Linked DNA regions of Mus musculus: regions 1, 3 and 4 are each linked to region 2. A link is a contact called in public promoter capture Hi-C data. All regions are on one chromosome and are shown on one strand. Each heading gives the region's core, a stretch centred on a gene start, on an enhancer-like site or on the middle of the called end of the contact. The rest is flanking DNA. Distances are from core to core; before and after follow the strand shown.

Region 1 (4,569 bases), core at 1,922-4,421, 3.3 Mb before region 2:
AAGTTTTTAGGCTTGTTTGCAGGCAACTTTACCTGCTGTTAACCTTGTTAACAGTGTGCAATTCAGTACTAGTAGATTTTACAAGGTTATATAAACATCACTACTATCTAATTCCAGAATATCTTCCTTACCTCCCAAAAGAAACCCTATACACATTAGTGGTCATTTCCTGATCCAGAGCACCTCTAATCCAGCGGTTCTCAACTTTTCTTTTCTTTCTTTTTCTTTTTTTTTTTTTTTTTTTTGGTTTTTCGAGACAGGGTTTCTCTGTGTAGCCCTGGCTGTTCTGGAACTCACTTTGTAGACCAGGCTGACCTCGAACTCAGAAATCCGCCTGCCTCTGCCTCCCAAGTGCTGGGATTAAAGGCGTGCGCCACCACCGCCCGGCAGTTCTCAACTTTTCTAGCACTGCTACCCTTTAATAGTTCCTCATATTGTGATTCCCAACCATACAAGTATTCTGTTGCTACTTCATAACTAATTTTGCTACTTTATGATCATAATATCTGATATGCAGGAGATCTGATATGTGACTCCCAAAGGGGTCATAGTCTACAGGTTGAGAACCAGTGTTCTACTGAATGAAAATGCTAGAGCTAAACCCTGCTGATGGACACTTGGGTTTCCACTTGGCTGCTGCCAATAGCATAGCTCCCAGCATCTGAATAGAAGCTGTCACTGTTCTTGGGTGGGGATGGAGAAGTGGAATAGTAGTTGTATTTCTTAGCCTATTTATGCTTTGCTTTGTTGTTGTGTCTGGAGGGCTGGGCTCTACCTCAGGCATTTCCAGTGTTTTCCTTAGAACATTTTTCACTTATTCTGGTGATTTCTAATTTTAAGAGCCATTATAACTCATCTTATTTGTTTAGCTGGGTACCAGCTTTTCCAGCATTCTTTTTTTTTTTTTTTTTTTTTTTGGTTTTTCGAGACAGGGTTTCTCTGTGTAGCCCTGGCTGTCCTGGAACTCACTTTGTAGACCAGGCTGGCCTCGAACTCAGAAATCCGCCTGCCTCTGCCTCCCGAGTGCTGGGATTAAAGGCGTGCGCCACCATGCCTGGCCTTTCCACCATTCTTGATTCCTTACCTCCTGTGTTTAATCACCAGGTATTATATTCCTCATTTTCTCCATTCTTGCCCTGGAACTTGGCATCCTGTATGAAACAAGGTCCATTTCCACTGTAGATTCATGGTGCACAGATTCAGTTGGCACACTAAACGTTTTATTCTGTTCCTATTGAATTGAAACTTGTCATAACTACCTACCTTTAGGAGTTTAAACTTACTATTTTCTTGAGCCTCAATCTGACCAGTATGTTTGTTGTTTTGTTTGGGGCAGGGTCTCAATATATAGCTCTGGCTGGCTTGGAACCTGCAGTATAGTCTAGGCTGGCCTTGAACTCAAGACATATGCTTGCTGGGGACTAAAGTTTTCACTACGTGCCAGGCTGACCAGTATGGTTTAATAGAAAAATGAAATTTACTAAAGATTTAGGCTAGGTAATGTGCATGTTTTCTCTCCTTGAATTCTTCTGGACTAATAAACCCTTACACTTAGTATTTCAGGAATTACTGATGCTGCCTCCTTCCCTACCATTTTTCTCTGCCAGTTATTTTATGGTTCAAGAAGAAAACAGCAATCCTAGTTGTTCTACATAACATCTATCTCCTTCCTCTTCAGTAATCGGATGACAGACAGAATAATCTTCCTCCCCCTTCCCTTCTTCATGGTGCCTCACAGAGGCTAGGTCTTGAGCTTGGTCAGTAGCTGAGAGAGACCTGACTTTGCGGCACTCCTGCTCCCTACCTCCGAGGGCTGAGATTAGAGGGCTGTGCCACAACCATCATGCCTTAGTGTATAAATTGTTGGATGTGGGGCCCAGGGCTTTGTGCAGTCCAAGCAAGCATGCCATCACTGAACTACCCTATTTCCCAAAGGAACTTGTACTTCTTGACTACCCTCTAGTTCCTTTACAGTTATTTCCAACTTTTAAATATTTTCTCAAGCAACACCTGTTCACCATTTTTATAGCCTTTGTCCTTTCAGTTCCCATGTATACCACTAATTTTGCTACTCAACTGTTTATTTTTTGTAAAACTGGAAAAAAGTAAAATATGAGGTTCCCACCCTAATAAACCTGTTTGTACATAAAAGTTCACATGAATGTCTAGAGAGATGGCTCAGTGGCCAAGCACACCTGTCACTCTTCCTGAGGACCCACGGCAATCAGAAACCAACTGTAACTCCAGTTCCAGGGGGTCTTGACGCCCTCTTTTACCTCTGTGGGCACCAAGCACGCTCACAGTGCACAGACATACAAGCAGGCAGAACACTCATAAATATTTTTCTATTTAAACCTCATGGGGTTTGTTACAATCTAGAGTAAAGCGATGGGAATTATCTTCAAGTTGGTCACAGCTCATTGCTACATTATAACTCACATCTTGGGTTATCCAAAAACAACCCCCCCCCAAAAAAACAAAACAAAACAAAACAAAACAAAAAAACCAAAAACCCATACCCTGTTTCCAGAGGTGGTTCTCAAAATTGTAGGTTCGGGAACTCGATTTTAAGCAGTTTGGTGAATGATGGTAACTGAGCACCGGGAGATTAATGCAGTACCGAACTAAGAAAAATTATAAAACAATTGCTCTTACACCTTACTATGCAAGAATAACCCCTGGGTGCTGGCTAGGCATATACGTGTCTGTTATCAAGGATACTTTCCTGGATCGAGCTATTAAAAAAAAAAACATATTTAGTTGAGTACAAATTGTGTGGCTATAGGTGAATACAAGTAAAACTATTTGGCCTTACAATCTCAGTCCCTTAATAAGGAGGGATAAAGCATTTCCCGGCTTCTCGTACGACGTCAGCATATGCTTGGTAATGGTCTTCCGATCTTGCCCTGTCGTGGCTAATCTAGTCTTCAAGCTGAAGGCAAGCTTTAAGCTCCAGCTTGCGCCGCTTGCAGTCAGCACCTACCTTTCTTGCTTTCTGGTCCTCTCTGGGCTCCACCCCAAATCTTTCCCTACCAGGCTGGCGTCCCAGGGTCCTTTTTCCTGTCAGGTCTGTCAACAGATCTCATCCCACCAATTTCGGCTAAATAAACTACTAGGCTCTTCCGGTCCACCGCCCGGAACCGAAAGGAAGCGAGGAATCGCGGCTGGGCGGAACCTCCCCGGGTGGGGCCCGCGCCCCGCAGCGCCCCGCCGCGCCGCGGGCGGGCAAGCTGGGAAATCTCATGGTCTCCTCAGTCCCAGCGAACCGTCACCTTGGCTCTCCTCGTGGCCACTGGGGCAACCTGCGGTCCCCTGAGAGCAGAGGTCTCCTGGCGCCGGCAGAAAGGTCCCTACAAACTTAAGACCGTAGGTGTGGGGACGAGGCCGTCAGCTGAGCGAACCTGCGAGCTCCAGGTGAAGGGGCGGGGCGGGGTGGCACAGAGCCAATCACAACGCCTGACGACAGGCCTCAGCCAATCAGGATCAGGGAGGCTCCGCCGTAGGCGGGGCGGGACCAGGCGGGTGAGAGCCGCCCCTTGCAGCTAGGGTGGCCAACGCCTTCGCCTAGGGCTACTTGGCGAGGTGCTGCTTCCCTGAGCTGAGCGACCCGAGGGCTTTCGGCCGGCGGTGCTCTGTTTTCCTCAGTTCGTTTCTCTGCAGCTGTTGTCCTTGACAGGTGCTTGTGTCTTTGCCTGTCGCAGACGCATTCTGACTCGGGCCCTTTCTCTCTCTCTGGAGACTGCCTATGGCTGGGGACCGAGTGAGGTCGTTGCCTTGACGACGGCAGCATGCGGCCCGTAGTCCTCGGAAGTGTGAGCTTGCGGAGGGCAGAAGCCAATCTGCCTCCCTGCCTGCTTCACCTAGGACCGGTAATTGCGTCCGCAGAGGAAATCCCAATACTGGGATTGCTAGTGTGCTAGCTAGTCAGCATCTTTTTAGATCTGCTAGCGAGATGCATATCACCTTAAATTTGTTTCCAAGTTGAAAACCTTTGGCTCTTTCCATGTGAAGGGTTTGGAAGAAATAGTAAGTATAATACTTTGTAAAAACCCAGTTATTTCGTTCTTTTATGTATAAGAAATTTCAGTTTGATTTTAACCAAAGAACATTGGTAGTATTTGAACAGTATGCTTGTATGGCACATATCCTAAATTATTATAGTGCCATCGCACCAGACTTCTTTTTTGTATGCCACGTGCTACCCATAGATTTAAGAGTGAGAAGGCAAGAAACTGATGGGTTATAAGTTACTGAGGAAACAAGGCATATTTTAGGCCATGATATTCTTAAGGTATTTTAGACAGTCCCACTTGAACAAGTAGGTGTGCTCTATGTAGTGTGTCTACATGGTTGGGAAAATAAATTTGGATTAGTTCACTTGTATAATACTAGGTTATAATATGTTTCAGAACCTTTTAGACATGATTAAGGTCATTTTTATTTGGTTCATTTTGCATCTTTAAATATCTAGGATGCCAATTACAATATGTTTAAAAACGATCTAGGCTATAGATTCCAGCTATTTGTATTATTTTCACTAGCCTAAAGCTTACTCCTTTACAATATATA
Region 2 (4,352 bases), core at 362-2,861:
TGACTTTACTGAACACTTTCTCCCATCATTCATATGGTCATCTTCATCCACTAAGACGCCCTGAGGATTCTTACTAATAAACATGGCATCGCAAAGAACTTATAAGAAAGGAGGATCTCGGCCACAGAAGTGTGGAGCAAGGAAAACTTGCCCTCTTTGTGTCTCAGCTCGGCTCTCTTGAAGCTTACATCTGCTGACCTTCTTTCTCAAAGAGATGGTGCTTTGAAGGTGGCAAAACTGAAAACATCCGCTGCATACATGAATAGTCAGTACTCAACCTGCAGGCACAAACCTAACAGCTGTGCCAAAACAGGAAGCGTCGGTTGGTTCCCAGTGGTAGGAAATGTAAAAGAATGGGCAATTCAAGCTCACCTTGCAAAATGACATGCACAGTGTAGCTCCCCCAGTAAGGTTAAGGGCAGAAACTCTAAGAGTCTTTAAGCCAAAACTCAGTGCTTACCTGTACGTGGGAAAGGGAATAAAACATTGCACACTATCAAACTCATTACCTGCTTTCCTCATATGTGTAGCGTAGTGTTAGGGATTGCTACAAACGCCAACCCAAATGGTGACAACAAAGATGTGCTATATACCACTCATTGTAATATTACTTTCTTTTTTTTTTTTTTTTTAAAGTATTACACTGGGCCAGGCGTGGTGGTGTATTCTTTTAATTCCAGCACACAGGAGGCAGAGGCAGGCGAATCGCTAGAGAGTTCAAGGCCAACATTGTGAGTTCCAAGACAGGCAGGTCTCAAAAGTGAGACCGTCTCAAAAAAAAAAAAAAAAACAGAACAAGAAATAAAGTTCTGCAGAAATAAACAGCATGGGTGAGTTTTAAAGGCACTCTAGTATACTAAGCAAGACACAGAAAACAAGACACTCTGGTTTTGTTTAGGACATCATGGGAAAACAAAACTGGCAGGGATTAAAACAGAAGCAGGTCAGGGCTTGTAAGGGGATGGGAAGGGAGAAAGAGCTGACTACAAAGAAGCGCAAAGGGAACTGGGGATGTAAATGATGAAAACGGTCTCAATTTTGCGGTAAAACCGCAAGTCAGTGAAGCCTACCTGAAGAGCACACCTAAAAAGGGGTTCGCATACCTAAGTTACATCTCAAGAAAAAACAGTTCCCAACAAAGGGTGCACACTGGTCCAGAGCGCGCCTCACAAAGCCCCCGCTGGCGCCGGGCCAGACGAGCCACCGCGCCGGCGCGAGCAGGGCAGCAGGGAAGGATCCTGGGGCACCAGCACAGCACCGCACCGGGGACACCTTACCGATGTTCCCCTCGATGGAGATCTTCTTGATGCGGGTCCCCTCGGAGCTGGTCGAGGGAGAAGGGCAGAACCTCTTAGGTGGGGTGGCCATGCCTAGCTCCAGACGGCTCGGGTGCGGAACCTGCAGGGACACGGCGGCACGGGCGGCTCCGGGTTGCAGCGTCAATCTCGCGCCGGCGGGACCCGCACTTTGACTTTGGCGCGCGGAGGCGCAGGCGATTGGGCAGACCGTGGAGAACCCGCCCTGACGGCCCCGACTCCCACCCTATACGCCTCGCCCTCGCGGGATCTGCATGTCTGTGGTTCCTCCGGGCGGGCCGGGCGTCCCAGGAGCGCAGGGTAGGGGGCGGGGCTTGTGAGGAGAACCCTGAGAGAGCCGGGCGACTGACCGTGCGCGACGAGCTGTGAGCCGGAGGGGGCGGGGCCTGCGGGATGAGCAGTGGGAGGGCGGGGGGCGGGCCTTGCGCAATGAGCTCATTCGAGGGCAGGGGCGGAGCTTGAGCGAAGCGCCTAGGGAAGAGTAGGGTCAGGCTTTTCTGGACCAGCCCTTTGGGATCCTGTCAGGCTTCGTGGTTTGAACTTTTCCGGGAAGAAAAGTAAGAACTAGTAATTTCAAACTAAGAGCCTCAGTAGGTGTCTCTCACAGAAAACGTGTAGCTGTCCGTCACTGTCTTAAGAGTTATTTCGTTAACCAGCGATCTAGTACCATCCACCATACAGGATAGTGCCTAGAATGAAAGGAAGGGAGGGAGTGGCTACTGGTTTAAAGTCTGGGACCAGAAGTGAGACTGGAAACTGGCATCATAACACCCAAGGTCTCCACTTTAATTTGCATGCTACACCGTGCTGTTTATAAAGTTACCTAACACTAGGTATGTTTCTCAGCAGCATGGCTATGACTTAACATTGCATGTCCATGGCCTAACATGTAATTAATGTTTAAAGTCATATACACATGTTTATACATAGAGATGTACTCTGCACACACACACACACACACAGCATTCTGCTAGGTTGAGCTAGAGAGAGGTGCTATTTAATCAGGGTATAGACCTGGTAAAAAGATTACCCATCTGGAAGTCAGATTCAAATTATCTACAAAAACAAAGGAACTTATTTTTTTTTTAGCGTGTAACTATCATTTGACCTAAAATATGTCCTAAAAATGGACCTAGCAGCGGAGAAATGACGACTTCTACAAAAAAAGGAGCAGGTATTAAAGTGAGTTGTTGGACTGGCTGGATTTAAGGCCCACTCCATGAGATGTAACACATATCTGACACTGCTCAGGTGGCAATCCAAATACTGTTCTGCTACAATAACTGAACAATAAAATGATACCTAGTGATATCCTATAGGTCAGTATCTCTTGTAGCCAGCATCAGAGATGCTTCTTTCTGCAGAACCAAACCCACAAAGGCATAAAGTGCAGAGAGGGAGACCTTGGCATACTCTGCTTTAAATGGGATGTCTCCACCAAAGCCCTCTCCTCAGGGCTCTGGGAACCTTATGGAAAACGATGGGGAAAGTCTAGGAGTCAGAGGCAATGGAGGACACCAAGGACACAAGGCCTTCTAAACCCACCATGACCAACACACACATGAATTCACAGTGAGGCAGCATGCATGTTCCCTGCATAAAGCTAAGCCAGTTGGGGTCCTAGAGCTGAAAAAGTGGACACATGGCTCTGACCCTAGCCCAGAAGTTATTCCAATTGAAAACTGCTTGTAAATGAAAAAATTAGTTTTCCCTAACATACTCTCACTGGGAATACAAACCACTCTTAAGGAGAGATGCCATGCCCAGCAGCATAGATGGCCAACACAAAACCAACTCAGTGGCAGTTCTAGAGATCCCTGGCTCCAGAACTTAATGTTTTGTCTGGGTATTAGTTTTGTCATTATACATTTTCCCCCTTACTGGTCCTTCTTATTTATCTTACTACTTCCAGTGTCGTTTTTACGGAATTTCTCTGTGTGCTAATGTATGTCTCTGTCTGTCTGTGTTTCTTGTGCCTTTTCTTTGGTTTTCTCCTAGTAGTTTGTTGGCTTCAGCCTACTCTGATTGTTTTTAATTTTCTCTTATTTCATTACTATTTGCAGATGTTGCTTGTATGCTGATGATAGTAAGACTCTGGATATGGGTAGGGCGGAAAGACAGGATCTGGAAGGAGTTGGGGAAGGGAATCCATAATCAGAATATATTATATGAAAAAATATACTTTCAATTAAGACACTGGAGTGATGGCTCAGGGATTAAGAGCACTGACTGCCCTTGTAGAGGACCCAGGATCAATTGCCAGCTTCCATATAACAGCTCACAATCACCTGTAACTCCAGTTCCAAGAGGACCAATGCCACTTCTGACCTCCACAGGCTCCTGCATGCACACAGTGCATATATGTACACTCAGGCACACACATATACACATAAAACTCTGTGTGAGTGTGTGTGCACGTGCGCACACTCCCACGCATGTCGGGCTCCAGCTTGGCTCCTGGCTTCTGTGTCTTTTTTTTTTTTTTTTTAAATGTGAGTATACTGTAGCTGTCTTCAGACACACCAGAAGAGGGCGTCAGATCTCATTACAGATGGTTGTGGCCACCATGTGGCTACTGGGATTTGAACTCAGGACCTTCTGAAGAGCAGTTAGTGTTCTTACCCACTGAGCCATCTCTCCAGCCCCCCTTCTGTGTCTATTAACACAAGTGGACCTGCACACACATAAATGTCTTCCTGAGTAGTGTGGCAGTGGTCCATTATGATTGACAATAGCCACTATTCAAAATATTTCAACCTTAAGATCTAAGCACAATTCCTGTAACATAAAATTCTCCAAATAATACTTTAATAATACTCTGGAATATACATTTCCTTTTATAACTTCAGATCTTAGGGTATATTATTCTAATGTTACTAATATTATTTAATGATTTATAATAAAGATAAAATGGATCATTTCTTAGTTCAGTTGAAAGGTCCATAAATATTACATTATTTTGCTGTCATTTTTTTTTTCTCTCACTGCAATAGTACACACTAAAGAAAACATTAGTTTTAACTGCAGGCATATAAG
Region 3 (4,220 bases), core at 1,560-4,059, 3.2 Mb before region 2:
CTGTAGACCAGGCTGGCCTCGAACTCACAAATCCGCCTGCCTCTGCCTCCCAAGTGCTGGGATTAAAGGTGTGCGCCACCACTGCCCGGCTTGAGCTCTTGAGTTCTTAATAACTACCAATCTGATAACTTCAGTTCAATCTGTTGTTTAGACACCAGCTCTTGAGTTAAAACAAATTTTCTACATCAGTTTACTTACCCAGACCGTGGTAATGTATATTTATGAGAGGCTATTGGCCAAATTCTCCTGCTATGCATCATAAAAGCTAAAGCTACAGTTTATGAAAACTCACAGGAGCTGGGTGGTGCACGCCTTTAATCCCAGCACTTGGGAGGCAGAGGCAGGCGGATTTCTGAGTTCGAGGCTACCCTGGTCTACAGAGTGAGTTCCAGGGCAGCCAGGAGGGCTATACAGAGAAACCCTGTCTTAAAAAACAAACAAACAAAACAAACAAACAAACCCCTCACAGAACATGCTTCAAATGAAGCAAGCAGCACACTTGAATGAACACGTGGGTGCTGAAGGGGCTTCAGAACTGTCACCGGGATGAGTGCTCACAGCTCTTAACAAACCTGTAAGTGATATGGACATTCAAAGATAGAAGGGATGGCTCCTGCCTTCAGCTTAGTGTTTAGAGTGCTTCTGTCAAAGTCTGTCTTCTTGAAGTGTCTTGAACACAGCACATCTCCTTTTTTTAGGCTTCCAAATGCTTGCAGTATTCACATCTAGTCTTTTCATGGCTAATACCCACTTTCTTTTGATGTTTTCATCTGTGGGGAATCTACAAAACAGTAAGAATATATTTTAAAGCTATATATGTGTGTGTATGTGTATATATATATATATATATATACATACATATATTAGGCTTTGTGATAACTACCTTTACCTGCTAAGACATTCTGTTGGCCTCATAGCTCAGTTTTAATATCTAGATTTTTCTGCCAATCATTCTTCATACATATGGCTTTTATTTAAATTTTTTTTTAATTATATGTAAGTACACTGTAGCTGTCTTCAGACACTCCAGAAGAGGGAGTCAGATCTCGTTACGGATGGTTGTGAACCACCATGTGGTTGCTGGGATTTGAACTCCGGACCTTTGGAAGAGCAGTCGGGTGCTCTTACCCACTGAGCCATCTCACCAGCCCTTAAATTTTTATAGTAGCATATGAATGTTTCAGTGGACATTTAGCCTGTAGCAAGATTTGCAATTAAAGGTTTTTCTTTCTCTACAGCGGTTGAAGAATACCTTTGGCCTTTCCCTTTCTGAGGTGATACCTAGAATTTGTCTTCAATGAATAGGAGGGCCTCTTATACTTCCTCCTTTCTGTCAAACCTGAAAATAACTTGTATAGCAACTCATACATAGCAGGTCTATAAATGCCTTATGAACTCATGCGGAGAACAGCTGGCACGTCTACGGTTCTGGAGCTACAATTACTTTGACATATACAGGAGGCAATAATCAGACTTCTCAACATTTCTAAGCTAGTTCAATATTGTTTTGGGACATGGTAGCACATAGGTTCTTTTTATTTCCCTGCCTAGTAAAGTAACTAGATCTTTCCCTAGTAATAACAGTGCTTCACAAAAGCTGCGAACATCCTAAGTATGCTTATTAAATCCTATTAGACCCTTCCTAGGGTGTCACAGGAATGGCTAAACACTAAATTAGAATCCTCAAACTCACACAGCTAAATAATCCTTGATCTGAACATGTAGTTTACAGTGAACCACTCCACCTCATCTATTTCTAAAAAGAAGGTATGGGTATTTGAACAGAGCCCTCAGTTAGATGATGATCGACATATGAACAGTAGAGACCGTAACACAGTTAGAATGCAAACATTAGCAAAGACGAGCCTGACAATTTGTGCGTGGGGGTATTTTATTTTTGGTGGGGGTGCTATCTGGTCTTTCATTCCTTGGCACTTGAAACTTGCACATTATAAAGGGACCATTGTCAGTTCAAATTTAACAAGGTTATTTTAAAAAGACTGGGAACAAAAGCTTGTAACTGCAGACTCTGGTAGAATCATTTTTAGTAAAAAGTTAAAAGTATCTGGCTTGAGTACAGCAAAGTCTTACACATGAAATGTCAGTCCTTTTAACTTGGAATTTGGTAAACAGCGAGAGGCACATCCAATGGCCGAGCAACCTTTCACCATGTTTTTAGCAACTCCTAACACAACTGGAAGAGAATTAAAACGAGTTAGTAACTCCAGGGCTAAGCTAAAGGCATCTCCTCCCGGACAATTGCCTCCCTTCTCCCAGATCCCAACACCTGAAGTTTTGCTGATAAAATGCTCTAAGTCTTGGTATTTTGTAAGAGTGGACATAAAGTTATGCACCTTGAGGTCTGAGATTCAAACTCTGCAGGCTTCTTTATTTCTCTCATGTTCTTACGGGCCAGATTTTTCTCTCCCACAGGTCTGGTACACACTAACTCCTGCTGGCGTACTGTTTGCCATTCAACTTTCAGCTCGAGCGTCTCCTTCCCCAGGGACACCACACAGGACTGTCCTTCCAGTGTGGAAGTTGTGACCTCATCTAATGCCGTGGCGTTCTCCCCCTCCCCATTTGTGAGTTCCACGGGGGCGTGGCGTGGCTACTTGTTTTTCACTTTGCGTTCTTAAGTCCTGGGTGGGTGACAGCACAATATTTTCTAAAGGGGGCGCAGGGAAAAAAGGAGACCGGGACAGCCGCCGGCACTCGGACCTGCGCGCGCAGCCGCCGAGCCCCGCCCCCTTTCGGAGCAGCCGCGGGAGGGGCCGCTCCTCACCGGCGCCGGCGGCTCGCAGCAGCGCCCGCCAGACGACGCAGCGGTCCCCTTCGCCCGCAATCAGGGCTGGCAGCGATGCCGGGGCGGGGAAAAAGAGCCAACCTAAGACTTACTACCATTAGCAGTGACGACAGCGACTAACGTGGACGACGGACTAAGCGTCTCACTTGGCTTCCACCCCTTACACCAGGGACCGGAAATCCGGATGCTGCAGATCACGTGATTGGACCCCCCCTTCCTGACTCTGGTGGCCGCTGCTCCGAGGAGGAGCGGGTGTCCGACCGACTCTGCTTCCTTAAGGCGTGGCTTCCAAGCTGGGGGAAAGGTTCAGTGGCTGGTGAGGGGGAGGTGGTGGAGGAGGAGGAGGAGGAGATGGCGGCGACGGCGCGGGAAGATGGCGTCCGCAACCTGGCGCAGGGGCCGCGGGGCTGCGAGCACTATGACAGAGCTTGTCTCCTCAAGGTGACGACTTTAGAGGGTACCTCCTCGATGAGCTGCGGTCGGGTCTGGCAAGGGCAGGTTGGGCAGAAGCTTCAGACCGAGCTGCTTGTCAGGATACCTGCCATCTGGAGTTGGGCTCTCCTTGCAGGAAACGTTTTGGCAAGGCGAGCAGGAGCTCTGTACTCGATCGCCGCTGCAAGCCAAGTTCTTGTTTGTAAAGACTTGGCCCTTGCTTAAATTCACCTCCCTTGTGGGTTTATCCGTCATTTGCGGTTGACAGTAGAATGAGGAAGTGAAAGGGCCTTGGCATTTCTGTCAAGTGCGTATGATGCAGTGATGAAAGCATAAGCAAGGGAAGAATCAGAATATAATTTCTGTACGTGTAGGAAGTTTATAGTATGGCTTGTCAGCTTCATTTTTTTGTCTAGGAATATGCCCAGACCTGTCCAGGAGAAAATGTCTGTGTGAAGTGAGAGTTGGGTGATTGCCATTAAGTTGGATATTGGAGGAGTGCCTAATACATATATGCTGTCATTTTTCCTGCTTGAGACGTTCTAGTCATCTAGAGTTTTTAAAAATGACTCTCACACAGTTAAGACTTACCTGATTTTTTTTTTTAAGAAGCAGTTTTAATATTTTGTTGAGAAAGCCTGAGATTTGAGCTGGGGTTATAACTCAGCCTTAGAATTGAGTTTATAATGCTGAAGGCCTTGGCTTCAGTCTTCAGAAGTCGCCTCCCACTGAGAAGAAACTTTGACTCTTGGAATCCTATAGCTTTCCCTTCATAGTTTAGATTGTCCTTAACTTGCTGTGTAATTTGGAGCAAGCTACTTTTTAAAGAGCTTGCATATAAAATATACAAGTTTGGAAGCTGGTCTTAGTGGTAAAGGCCTGTAGCTCCAGGAGATGCATACTTCCAGCTATTTGTGAAGCAGAGGCAGAAGGAATACCAGCCAGGAGATGCTAATGCAAATAAGAAAAAAAAAAAAAGGAG
Region 4 (4,749 bases), core at 20-2,519, 3.4 Mb before region 2:
AGTCCTAGGCCTCCTCCATCTCCCTCAGTACTAACTACATGCGTAAACTACACTAACTACATTAGTACACTACATTCGTTAGTTAACGTAATCCTAACTTAATTAATGTGGGTAATCTTATTTCCAAAAGGGCCAGCTAACAACTGAAACCCGGGATCAGCAATCAAGTCTAAGCTTAGCAGAAAGCTTAGTTTCTTAGTTTCCCCCGTAGTAAATTCTAGCTCCAAGATTCTGGTCAAGTTACTTTAATTCTCTCTTCATTAGTAAAGACTCCATCCTATCTTGCAGGTCCTATTTTATGACCCTTCTGAATCCACAAAACAGAGCTATGACAACTACCCAAAGTTTGTCTTTAAAATGTCACACGCGGTTTTTTTTTTTTTCTGTATATCTAAATTCATTTTTCTCAGGTAAGCCATCCACAGCAGTTTCCAATTGGCTCTGCAAACTTCCCAGGAAGTGTATCCTAAACATAAAATCAAATGCCGGTTTTCCATGTCTTAATAATTAAAAAAGAAAAACATTAACAAATCATGTCACCAATAGAGCAGAAGAGTCCCTAGAGTGGTTAGCGCGCAGATCACTACAGCGTGCAAGAGGAGTAAGTATTGCCCCATGACACATTTGGGTGAACCTGAAAAGTAGGGTCTGAACCACCAACCCTAGGCAAACGCCCATTCTTACAGCTGATGGGGCAGGAACAGGTGGCATTGTGCCCCAAGAATATCGTTTTATTCTTAGCCACAAGCCTTCGCCAACAGCTGGGTCTTAACTTCCTTCCAGCCCCGTAGAGCCGGGTTTCAGCCGGCACCGAGGCTGGCCGGCCGACAGGTTAAAGGGAAGGAGGGAGGGGCCGCGCGGTCCGTCGCCGTGCCGGGTCCCCGAAGCCCTCCTGTCACCACGGCCCGGGCTGCACCGCCGCGTGGGGAGCTCGCGCGTCCGAGCAGGGGGAAGGAAAGAAGGCAGGCGACGGGAGCGGCGTAGACGCCCCGATCTCACCCACCCAGCCCGGCCCCAGCCCGGCCCGGCGACGCTGCGCTCACCGTCTCGGCTTCAGTGTGCTGGGGTCCGGCACTCTGACCCCCCATCACCCCACGGAGGAAATTCATCTTGTCGCTCAGCCGCCGGCTTCACCAGCCCCTCTGCCAAAGAAAACACGACCGCCCCCCGCCCCCCGTAGGGCCTAGCCCCCGAGCCGGCTCTCCGCACTCCCCGGCCTCCGCCACCGCCGCCTCCTACTCAGCAGCCTCTCCGGCCCCCCGAGCCCGGAAACAGCCGCGGACACCAGCCGCGGTGCGCATGCGCGGGGACGTGGCGTTACGTGGCGGCTCGAAGGGCGAAGGCAAAAGGGGAGAGGAGGGAGCCCCGGGCCGCAGGCCACGCCCACCTGCCCGGCCCCACAGGCCACGCCTACCAGCAGGCCTCCCACCACTTGGGCACGCCCCCTCCTCCTCCTTGCGCTGCTTGCTGCTGCTGGCCGCGGTCACCCACGTGGTCGCAGCCCTGCCCAGTCGGCTCCCGAGGCTCTGATTAGACTAGGAGCATCGGCTGGTAGGTGTTTTGTCGCCGAGAGCGGGACGGACTGCAAGCTGTCAAACCTGAGGGTTTATTTTTGTTGAGTCGAAAGTGAAATTTTCCTTTGGCCGGCGTGACAGGTAAGGGGGAGAAGGGTGTCCTGTCCCCTGGAAGATTCGTATGGTTCTTTCGGTTAAGCGGTACGAGCGAGGTGGCCTTTTGATCCTCGCAAATTGCATTTCTACCCAGGGCTTTGTTTGGTGGTAAAGGGGGTGCTAGAGACCCCTCATTCCACTACCACTCGAGGGCGCGTTTCTAAGTTCTTGCTCCTCAGCCCCGCTAAAAAGAATTCCTTGATCTAAACACCAGGTTCTCCGCTCATTTTCAAGTGTGAGAAGTAACCCCCTTCGTTTATCTCTAATAAGAGGTTGGAAATAAATTGTTCCATTGTGTCATTTTGGTAGCATAATGCCCCCCTTTTTAAAATTAATTCTTAATTTCTACGTTTTCAATGGTTTTAGCAAGCAGAATGTCATATTTCCAAATCGCTATACTTGTTCTTTCCAAATGAGGCTGCCAGGTACACATGGTTTTGCAAATTTCTTGACTCTGAAAGGGAGTCTAGTAAACCAACTGACTCATGCCTCTCTTGGTTTCAATTCCCCATAGGTCTCAGATGTGACGATTAAGACCTATGTCTCCCCCAGACTCCCTCTAAAAAGAAATCAGTATGCTTCCACGGTGTGCCCTAGCGTGCTCAGTAGTACCTCTACCCAAATAATCCCCTAGTCTGTAAGGAGGAATCCGAAGACTCCGGCTTTCCTCCTTCACCTGTCCAATGTTGAGTGTATGGTGTGCAGGAATATTTCTCAGATTCTTCCACACTGAGATTACAGCAGTAGGCTCCTAACTAGTTTGTCTACATCCAGCCCTGGCTTCCCACAGTACACCCTTGGGTGAGCCCAAGAGGAAGTATGTCAGTCCTCTTGTTAGAATCCTCCAGTGGTTCCCCGGTTTATATAATGACATCCAAACTCCTTAGTTTGGCAGACACACCTGTTAGGGTTGAAGCGCCAGTGTCCCTCAAATACTCAACATGTTTCTCTTGCTTTAGTATGCCCTTTCCCTCTTTGTGGGGCAGATTCCTGCTAGTTCCTTAAGCCTCCACTTCAGCGTCTCAGGAGAGAGTACCTTGAAATCAAGATGCAGATTCTTTGCGCTGTCACTTTGCCGCCGACACTGAATTCAAACTTGATAAGCCAAATCTGATGACCCGGCCATTTGTAAATCAGTTGCTAGTGTATTTACTAATCATGGAGTGATTTTGATGGATAGGTGAATAAATTGTTGAATGAACATGTGACTAGTATGCTAAGAGAGACGATCTGTTCTGCCCGTGAATGACAGAACACACACCATGCAGGCCGTAGTGATAGATAGTCCCAAGGTCGTAAGCCTGGACACAGAGCATGGTGGGATACTATTGCCAGGAATACTGTGTGCCACTATTGTCCTCTGCTTGACATTTTGCTTTAGACATTTTCCGTGGAGGCATTTTGTTGCATCCTAAAAAATGTAACCATTAAATTGTCACCAGTGACCAAGGAAAGCCTGCTAAGACCCTCACCTAGCATTCTCACCTTGCCCTGAGCCTGACCTCTCCTCTTCCCCAAGTCTCACTGTCCTACCTTAAGGGATGAGGCTCTGGTACGATCTGAGGGGGCTTGGAGACATCTCTGTTGTTTGGTAATGGAACACAGGACCTTGACATTGTTACAAAATTGTTTTAAGGGACAAACCTCGTTGAAATACCTTGTTTTAAACTTTGTTGGACACAGTAGTCATGACTTACGAGGAGGTGTCCATCATTTGACCTGTTTTATTCCCTAACATTGGGTCCTGGGCAGGAAGGACAGGACTGTGGGCAGGAAGGACTGAGAGATGGAAAGAAGGAAGGGCAGAGGGAAGGACTAAGGGACGGCCAGTTGAGTGCAGAAATGATGAGGGTGACCCACCACATTCCCTGGTCTCACAATCTCCGTTCTGTTCTGCTCACTTGAGTTTTGAGGTCTAAAAAGAGGCAGATAAAGTATAAACTCTTATTTATGCCCCAGGAAGGATCTGAGGGAACCCAAGCAGGGAGCAGCCATGAAGTGACTCCTTATTTAAGAAGAGGGTTACGTATTACTCCATCAACACTTTGATGTCTAGAAAGAGTTAAGGACAATGTCTTCCTGCTTGTGCTCTCAAGCCGTGTGGCAGAAGTCAAGAACATGGTAGTTGCTGAAGAACCACTTGTGGAAGCAAGAGAAGACAGGAGAAAGTTGTAACTGACTCTTGGAAGGATTCCGGGATGGTACCGTAAATGGTGTGTGGGTTTAGTAACATTTCCACAATCAGAAACTCCGAGTTGATGAGAGTAATTTCCCATTTCCTAAACTAAAACTGACCAAGAGCATCTACTAAAATTAATTATTTTGCAATCCATTTTGTTTTGTTGTTGTTGTTAAAACCAATTTCCTTCAGTGGCTGGGCTTGTCAAGCCTCTTTTTCTGCTTGAAAACTCAGCAAAAAGCATGAGCATCAGAGGGCTGGAGAGATGGCTCAGAGGTTAAGAGCACTGACTGCTCTTCCAGAGGTCCTGAGTTCAAACCCCAGCAACCACATGGTGGCTCATAACTACTCGTAATGAGGTCTGATGCCCTCTTCTGGTGCATCTGAAGACAGCTGCAGTGCACTTATGTATAATAATAAATAAATCTTAAAAAAGAATATGCATCATAGCATATGATTGTTTTATAGCTTGGAGGCAAGGAATTGTCTATGCCTTAGAGCAGAGCTTCTCAACCTTCCACATGCTGAGACCTTTTACTATAGTTCCTTGGGTTGTGGTGACCTCTCCCCCAACCATAGAATTATTTTTGATACTACTTCATAACTGTAATTTTGCTACTGTTATGAATTGTAAATATCTGATATTCAGGATATTTGATAATATGACACACGCACACACACCCGTGAAAAGGTTGGTTGACTCCGAAAGGGGACTTGACCCATAGTTTGAGAGCCACAGTCATCATCTGCGTTTGAAACACATCATATGCAGGTTTTGGAAGCACTCCTACTGGAAAAGCAGTGTCTCAAAACACCGTTAATTAGACTGTTTGTTACTATGCAGTCAACCCACCGATATACAACAAAATAAGTTGATGTTGAGGCTGCGGGGTCAAAGGT

Evidence for each region. Promoter capture Hi-C pulls out the DNA fragments that hold promoters and counts their contacts.
Region 1: a promoter capture Hi-C map of pre-B cells shows a contact between it and region 2. The contact joins the promoter of Cdkl2 here to the promoter of Dck in region 2. A contact is called at or near these places in 2 of 39 promoter capture datasets (cranial neural crest and pre-B cells) and 1 of 484 Hi-C or Micro-C datasets (CD8 T cells).
Region 3: a promoter capture Hi-C map of pre-B cells shows a contact between it and region 2. The contact joins the promoter of Rchy1 here to the promoter of Dck in region 2.
Region 4: a promoter capture Hi-C map of pre-B cells shows a contact between it and region 2. The contact joins the promoter of Uso1 here to the promoter of Dck in region 2. A contact is called at or near these places in 1 of 39 promoter capture datasets (pre-B cells) and 1 of 484 Hi-C or Micro-C datasets (B cells).

What each region holds. Positions count from the first base shown.
Region 1 is chr5:92,041,644-92,046,212 of GRCm38.p6, reverse strand. It overlaps Cdkl2 (cyclin-dependent kinase-like 2 (CDC2-related kinase)), which reads left to right and starts at 3,171. Exons shown (of 14, transcript NM_016912.2): 1 at 3,171-3,414.
Region 2 is chr5:88,762,272-88,766,623 of GRCm38.p6, reverse strand. It overlaps Dck (deoxycytidine kinase), which reads right to left and starts at 1,611. Exons shown (of 7, transcript NM_007832.4): 1 at 1,278-1,611. The coding sequence starts at 1,368.
Region 3 is chr5:91,961,657-91,965,876 of GRCm38.p6, reverse strand. Rchy1 (ring finger and CHY zinc finger domain containing 1) reads left to right here and starts at 2,809. Exons shown (of 9, transcript NM_026557.4): 1 at 2,809-3,247. The coding sequence starts at 3,158. It also overlaps the pseudogene Thap6.
Region 4 is chr5:92,134,458-92,139,206 of GRCm38.p6, reverse strand. Uso1 (USO1 vesicle docking factor) reads right to left here and starts at 1,269. Exons shown (of 24, transcript NM_019490.1): 1 at 1,044-1,269. The coding sequence starts at 1,109. It also overlaps a transcript of G3bp2 not described here.